2 separate regions of the Ovis aries genome follow, and region 1 is linked to region 2. Evidence: chromatin contacts called from public Hi-C data. All regions are on one chromosome and are shown on one strand. Each heading gives the region's core, a stretch centred on a gene start, on an enhancer-like site or on the middle of the called end of the contact. The rest is flanking DNA. Distances are from core to core; before and after follow the strand shown.

Region 1 (4,330 bases), core at 1,346-3,845, 44 kb after region 2:
GCTCCCCCACCTCTCTTTCTCCTCCTATTTGCCAAGACTGTATCCATGCTTCCCAGGGTTGAGGCATCTCTTACTCATTTGTTTCAGAACATTACACAGCTCTCTGTTTTATCCAGAACTTAAATGACCATACTGTTTCAGGTGAAACGGCTGGGGTCTGGTGTCCTTGGAAGATCAGGGATTCTAAGCCAAGTCTTCCTCCATTATGCTTCATCCTTAGCTGTCCTTGTGACAAAGCCATCTTAGGGTGGATCAGAACACCTTGGAAGAACCCTACCTCTCTCTGGACAGAGCCTGCAGAATAACCAATTTTGATCCATCCCAGCCCTGTCACATTCCTCTTGCCCTCCCCATCCATATGCTTCACACTTGCCTCCCCTATATCTCACACTTTCAGGACCAAGATACTTGGCCAGAGCTGGTTGGGGTTGCTCATGAGCAAACACAGCACAAGTGGAAGGAGCTGGGCTGACCACACAGATCTGGGAGTCCCAGATACCAGGTTGAGGAGCCATCCCCCCTGCCTCCCCCAACTCACTTCGGGCTCTGACTGTAGCAGAGAACCAGCAACGAGCACAGACCATTGTCATGCTCTCAGGATCCTCACCACAACCCCACGAAGAAGGCCATGTGAGCAGAAGACAGATGCGGGTGAGCTCAGAGGTAGGGATGCATCCAGGACATCAGATGTTTCTGAAACTCTCTAGGTGATTCCAGTGTGAATCAGGATGGAGGACTATTGTTCTAGACACAACTTTTCTTTGCTTGGATGTCATCTGATCCCTCCTCACTCCTATCAAGAATTCACACTTACCACTCATTCTATATGTCTGACACCCCTAGGAAATTGAAGCAAGCATAGTAAGCGTTAGGCTGAGGACAGTCGTGAGCTCTGGGCTCCTCACTAGGCAGTGATCCCTGGGACCCAGCCACAAGAGGGGCCAAATTCACTGTCCAGAGAGGTACCAATATGGCAGTTCCAGTATATTTTGCATTGGTCAATCAACCTTTTCTCACTTTCTCTTCCCCTTATCTCCCACTATAATAGCCAATCCCTTCAAAATTCATTCAACAAACAATTATTTAAGTGTCTACTGTGCTGGGTGCTGGGGAAGAGGAGAGAACCCGGATACAAAGCCTCCCTTGAAGATTTACTGAGCTATGGGTAAAAGTGGGGCAGTGCAGTGGGTGCATGCTGCCAATATTCTCCTAACTCCAGTAAAACCCAGGGCCTGCAGAACCCTCCAGGGTGTCCATCCTTTCACTCATCCACCTGATCCCAGGTTTCACTGAATGCTTGTATCTCGTCTGTTCTGGCTCAGCCATGCAAACGAAAGAAAAGACCAGCTCAGTCTCTGACACAGCAGAATGGGGAGATTTGAGGCCAAGACAAGCATTCTAGATAAGACAATTGCTGCAAGGCAAAATGTGAACAAACCCAAGAAGAGTTGCAGATGGTTAGAAGACTGTCTTTAGTTTGTGTTTCTGAAATGGAGGAAGGGTGTGTGGAGGAAGGCTTTCTGGAGGAGAAGACCTTTTGAAAAGCATTTGTATAAAGGCAGAGGCTCAATGTCTCCATCTCTTTAACCCAGGTAACTACTGGATTGGAGGTTATCTCTAAGTTTTTCTTTGCAGTTGACATTTTCTACTGGGTCCTTGAGGGCATAGCCAATGAGAGCTCCAGGACGGCACGTTTTGGTTTCAAGAATCACACTGCCAAGGTAGCGCAAGGGGTAGCTGGTAGGATCAGGGCCTAGGAATTGAATGCTGGCGAGTCTCTGATTCTGGCAATGTGGTGACCTCTCTCTGGTGCTAGAAGTGAGGATGGTTGCCAGATTTCAGCCACCGTGTGAACAGCAGGGTGTGTGATGAGTTGTGTAGCCATCAGCGTAATAATCACCACCTTTTCACACAAGTTACCTTGAATGTTACACACTATCTCATTTAACTTAAACACGGTCATCAGTACTTGCTTTTTAAACTCACTTTCCAGATAATGAAACTGAGGCTTAGCTTGCTTGTGCCTTCTTGCTAGAGAGCTTCCATTGTTCCCTTTGGACACGGACTGCTGGGAGAGCTTGCATTTATGTCAGGCTCATGATTCTTTAAGTCCTTTTTTTTTTTCTTTTGAGTCATCTTCAGGAGCAAGGTTCAAGCCCTAGAAGGGAGAGCCTAGGTCAGAGAAAGGCCAACTCCACTCCCAAGATTATAACACAAACTTGTGTGTACAAACTTTTCTGACCTTGTTTGGGTTAAATGAGATAGTGTGTGACAAGTATCTGAAGCATCCAAGGTAGCTTGCATGAAAAGGTAGTCATTATTACGCCAGTGATCATGCCAAGAACTGCCTTCTGTTTGTTCCTCTAAGGAACACATTGCCTCGTTTCTTTGAAGCCCACTATCTAGTTTTCTTCATTTGAGTTTTGGTAGAAATCAACCAGGCTGTCTCCTCTGTTTGTGCATTTGGGGACTGTTGTCTCTGCCCATGGAGCTCAGCCCAGCCTGGGCTGTTGTTGACTGCAGGGCGTGGCTGGAGTGGGAGCTGGCAGGGTGCCTGGGCTCATAGTATAAGGGAACTTGAGGGTAGTAGGAGGCAGACAGAAACCTGGGCGACTGCGACTCCAGCCATGGTGCCTGTTTTGCTCTCCCTGAGTCTCTCCCACCTGAGCCTGTGGGCTTTTGGACTGGTCTCAGTCTTAGTCTTCCTTAAGCTCACTCGGCTGCTGCTGCGGAGGCAGATGCTAGCCAGAGCTATGGACAGATTCTCAGGGCCCCCCACCCACTGGCTTTTTGGGCATGCCCTTGAGGTAAGTGACTGGGCAGAGGATAGAGAAAGAAACCAGCCTCCTTTCCCTTTGGGAGTCTGGCCTAACCTGCTGGGGGCCATGGCAAGAGATCCTATGCTTGGGCAGAGAAATGGGGTTCTGTGAGCCGTGATTCCCGTTCATCTTTCCCAATGGGTCTCCCCCTCACTCTCACTTTCCAAGCTTGCCTCAGGTGAGGGTGGGGAATGGGGGTGGAATTTAAAAGCTGGGACTCAGAAGGGCCACAGACTCCTCCCCATCATTCTGAGGCCCAAGGTTCAGACAGAGCTCTGCTAAGGACTCAGGGATAACCTGGGGAAAAAAATTTCCTGGATAGTTTGATCCAACTAGGCAATCTTATTTAGAACTTAACCAGTATCCTCTTGTTCTGTCCACTGTAAAAAATTCCCTTTTTAGGGCAGAAAACGGAAGTGAAGGCAGGGACAAGTGCTCTCACCTAAGAGACCTGTTGAACCATTTAAAAATTGGTGCTCCCAGAGGTGGAGTTCTCCCTGCCATGCCTATGAACTGGGTCAGGGGCTAGGCATCTTCCTGGGTTCAGATTCTGACTCATCTTTCCCAGTTATCTCAGGGTAGTGGGGACCCTTAGCACTCAATGTCAGGAAGAGCTCTTAGTTCCTACCTCCATGAGGATCTAGAGTAGAGGTTTCTGAACACATAGAAAAGGACAGCTGCATTGGAATCAACTGGGAGGAGCAGATTCCTTGGCCTCTGAGCCCTGAAGACTCTAACATTTTGGAGCTAGGGGGTCTGAGTTTAAAAACATCCCCAAAGTGTTTTGATCTGCAGCCAGGCTTGGGAAAGTAGGTATAGCTGCCAAAGGGTAAGGTTTTGAGGGAGGAATTTAGATTTCTACTATGTCCTGAGTAAACTTTTCCCAGGAGTCTAGGGAATTACCTTTCCTTCATGATTGACACTCAGGATAAGCCTTACCTCTGGGTGGGATCAAGAATGTGATTAGTCACTCAGTTGTGTCTGACTCTTTGTGACCCTATGGACTGTAGCCCGCCAGGCTCCTCTGTCCATGGGATTTTGCAGGCAAGAACACTGGAGTGGGTTGACATGCCCTCCTGCAGGGGACCTTTCCAACCCAGGGATCGAACCTGTGTCTCCTGCATGGGCAGGCGGCTTCTTTACTGCTGAACCAGTGGGGAAGCCCAGGCAAGAATAAGTCTCTACAAATAACTGTCTTAGGATGGCCTGGGCTTCCCTGGTAGCTCAGATGGTAAAGTGTCTGCCTGCAATGTGGGAGACCCGGGTTCGATTCCTGGGTCGGGAAGATCCCCTGGAGAAGGAAATGGCAATCCACTCCAGCACTCTTGCCCGGAAAATCCCATGGACGGAGGAGCCTGATAGGCTACAGTCCATGGGTTCGCAAAGAGTTGGACATGACTGAGCGACTTCACTTTCACTTTAGGATGGCCTAGCAACATACCTGTATCCTAGACACACCCAGAAAAGGACAGAAAGTTCTGGAAGATGAATCAGACCCAGGCTCTGCTCTC
Region 2 (3,871 bases), core at 917-3,416:
TTGTCTGGCTGACTCTGTTGACCTTCTACCACATTTCATGGCTTTGAGGGAGAGGGGATTGAAGAGCAGAAAGGATTATACCAAGAGATGCAGTGATTGGAGTAGGTTATCCTGAGCTTGGCTTTACCCTCTGTCATTTCAGGGCTGAAAAACTGGGTCCTAGGAACAGGCTGACATAACAGCAGGTCTTTCTTTGATTCTCCCAGGCAGGCATAGTCCCCACTCCATCAGCACCTGCCTGAAACATGGCTGTCTCTCCCACCAGACTGGCACTCTTCAAGGGCAGAGCCAACTTCTTATATCTTCCTGGGGTCCCTAGCACCCAGCATGGTGGGGAAGGGACATCAGAAAATGCTTAATCATTAACATTTGTGTGGTAGCTCAGAGCATGTCTGTTCACAGAGATCATCCAGGTATAATCTATTCTCCTGAAAGTCACAATTCTGTGAAACGTGGTAGAGGTCATCCTGCATTTTACAGCCAAGAGGTGCAGAGAGGTGAGCTATGAATTCAACTTCAAACTGCTGTTAAGTGTCTGTCTGCCTGTATGCTGCTTCACATGTGCTGTCTCTGGAGGGATCCATATCTGGAGGGAGGCTGGTGTCCTCCCACTAGAGAGCATTTGGTGTATGGGGAATCTCCTCTGGGTGGAGTGACAGGGAGCTCTGTCTGGTGTCAGCATCCTGTGATTCTCTCCCTAGCAGAGTATGCCTCCTTTGGTCAGCAGAGGGAAGCAGTGAAGCAGAACTTTCTGAAGCCCAGGACTGGGTTCACCCTACTTTGCATGATCAGAGCCTCTGCAGAGTTCTAGGCAAGTAATAGTGACTGCCATTTACCGAACACCTACTATGTGCCACAATTATTATAATATATATTATTTCTAATCTTTAAAACAGCTGCACATAGAGGGGATGACCATATTCATTTTCTGGATGGGGAAACTGACTCAGAAATGAAGTCACTTGCCTGCGGCCATGGAGCTAGTGAGTGGTATACCTGGCATGTGAACCAGCTGTACTGGTTCCAAAAAGTTGGTGTGTCTCCGTTAGCAAGCCCAGGACAAATGCCTGTTGAACAGACTTGTTGAATGAAGTCAAGACAGGGTCCTCCTCCCTCTCAGACACCCTACTCGTCCCAGCCATCCTACTTCTTGGGGTGAACACCACACAGGGCTGAGAGCAGATCTCCAGCTTGAGGAGGAGATATTTCTGCTCCCTGCCTTCCCTTTCCTAATTCTGTCACTGCCCAAAGTCTTCCATAATGTCTTTTTCTTTCTTTTATTAATTTAATTTTTTTGGTTGTGCTGGGTCTTTGTTGCCGTGCACAGGCTTTCTCTAGTTGTGGTGAGCAGAGGCTACTCTTCGTTGCAGGCATGGCTTCTTATTGTGGTGTATTCTCTTGGGGAGCACAGGCTCAGTAGCTGCCGCACACAGGCTCTAGAGGGCAGGCTCAGTAGTTGAGGCACATGGGCTTAGTTTCTCAGCGGCATGTGGAATATTCCCGGACCAGCGATTGAACTTATGCACCTTGCATTGACAGGTGGATTCTTATCTACTGTTGTCACCAGGGAAGGCCTGCTCTTTTCTTTCTGAATCTATCTCCAATACTTATTTTCCATCCAAAGCTGGGACAGGAAACAGAAGCTTGGGGCTAGGAATGGACAGGACTGGACTGCTGACCTCTGCTGCTAGTCTTACATCCAGGTGATCCTCAGTGGCCTTTGCCCTACTATAAGTCTCCTCCCTCTCTTGTCAGCCCTCCTCACCGCTCTCCTCCCTCCAAGTCTTTCCACCTCCCCACATTAATCTCCACGTTAGCCAGAGTGACTAATGCTTCAGTTTCCTTTATGGCCTTCAGTCCTCCCCATGGCCTCTAGAGTCAAGCCCCAGGTCCTCAGCCTGGCCTGCAAGGCTGGGCATGCTCTGGGCCCGGCCTGCCTCTCCAGCCTCTCCTCTCAGTCTGAACCATCCTCAAGCCATGTGCCCCTGGAATTATCTGACAGCTGGCTGACTGTGCCTTGCCTCTTTGGTCTTGGCTATCCATGTCACTTTCTCTGCTAGGGAATGCTTGTTTATCTTTCCAGATGCAGTTCTAATGACCCCTCTTCTGGGACTGCTTCCATGACCTTCCCTTCTACCCCAGCTGTAACAAATTCCTCACCATGGTTCCAGCAACAGGAAACACTTGACTGCCCTGATTTGTTCTGTACTTTTCTCTCCCCCTCCTCTGGGAGTTCCTCCATGTCTGAGATAGCTCTGTGTCTCCAGCCATAAGCACTAGTATTAGTAGCTCAGGATAGTAGTAGCTTACTGGATATCTGTTGAATGCATGAACTCAGCCTCAGATGGCTTCCCTGCTCAGGCCTGTGGCTTCAGGCTACTGCTCCTCTGATCACCTCTAAAGTTGTGCAAAGTGGTATGAAGGAAGAACTGGCTTCAGCATCCCTGCTGGTCAGGCTCCCCCTTCCTCTGGACACCCTTCCACAATGAGGGAGCATTCTCCACCACATCCCACCAGGCCCAGAGGTATACCCTACTTTAGAGCATAAGCTTTGAGACACATACCCTCCTTCCTTCTCTCCCCACCACTTCCTTCTCCAAAAGTCTGCCAAGAGCCTAGTAAATCTCTGTGCAGCAGCTGACACCCCCTGTTGCCTCCTGGCATTACTCACCCCTTGTTGTCATTTGTCAGGAGAGAGGGAGAAGGAGCAGGTGTGGTTGGAGACAGTAAGGAGTGAAGGTAGAGCGGGTGAGCCATACTTTGATGTTCTAGGGCTTCCATCTTCTCGGTGAAAGGGCAAATGCTGATTCAGCAGAAGTAGCTTCTTCTCTTTGGCCCTCTTTTCAGGGATGGGATGAATGATTTAGTGTCAGAAACCCCAGGGTCTCCCCTGAGGGAAGGTCCTCAGAGCTATCTGAGCCAGCCTGCTGCCTTTTAGCAGAACCTGGTTCATACTTTCTGCCCTTGTCCTCTCCTTCTCACAGACATGTTTGTGATACTTATGGTCTGATTTGCTTTTCACTTTCACTTTCAGACACTAACCATGCTGTGGAGGGGCTCAGGGTTCAATCCATCTATGCTGATTTTAACTGTCTGCTTTAGTCGAGTTTTGATCATGGAAAGAACCATCACCCATCTCTGTGTGTGTCCAGCACAGTCCTGGTCAGTCCCGAAGTCAATTCCAGATATTCATTCCCGAGTCCGCAAATTGCTGTACTCTCTTGTAGCAGTGATTGCAGTGAACACCACAAATTTTACACATTTGCCAAATTTTAAACAAACAGGTGCATGGTATGGAAACAAGCCCCGAATGATTTCAGTTGTACCAGGTGTACACCAGTGTAGTTCAAAGCCCAGGGCAGAGAGTAGTGAGCTTACTATCTTCTGAGGGTGGGGGTGTCAGGCAACTAGCAGCATTGCCCTGGGTTTCCCAAAGTCCTCCAGCCTGTGCAGTGACACTACCCTTGATACTCAAATAGAAACATCTGAGATGCATCTCCACACGTGGTGGAAAACTAGCATGACCCGCACAATATTTTCAGAAGCTTCTGTTTCTCTTGGTGATTCCCTGGTTGTTGTAGTGATCTTAAACTTGTCTACAAATTCTTCCTATCAGAAAAGTGCAGTCTAATTCCTTCCCCTTGATGATGGACTGGCTTCAGTGATTTATTTCTCATAAACAAAAAGAGGCAAGGGACTTATCTGGCAGTCCAGTGGTTAGGACTCCACGCTTCCACCGCAGGGGACATGGGTTCGATCCCTGGTTGGGAGCTAAGATCCCACATGCCATGCAGCATGGCCAAAAAAGCAAAAGCAAAAACCAAAAAGCTGGAAAGAGGCAAAGGTGATGCTATTTGATTCCTGAGGCTAG

What was found. A called contact is a pair of places that touch in the nucleus more often than the background predicts.
Region 1: a Hi-C map of omental adipose tissue shows a contact between it and region 2, with 2.7 times the contacts expected there. The contact joins the promoter of LOC101105114 here to the enhancer-like site in region 2. A contact is called at or near these places in 4 of 16 Hi-C or Micro-C datasets (liver, mixed tissues, omental adipose tissue and 1 more).

Annotation. Positions count from the first base shown.
Region 1 is chr1:21,335,465-21,339,794 of ARS-UI_Ramb_v3.0, forward strand. It overlaps LOC101105114 (cytochrome P450 4B1), which reads left to right and starts at 2,596. Exons shown (of 12, transcript XM_004001941.5): 1 at 2,596-2,807. The coding sequence starts at 2,628.
Region 2 is chr1:21,291,930-21,295,800 of ARS-UI_Ramb_v3.0, forward strand. No RefSeq gene overlaps it. Among named protein-coding and RNA genes, the nearest start is that of EFCAB14, 29 kb to the left of the region's middle. Within about 2 kb of position 2,167, at least 4 of the 54 cell types and tissues checked have an H3K27ac peak or open chromatin away from gene starts, as enhancers often do. A contact at or near this core is called in liver, where this site is marked.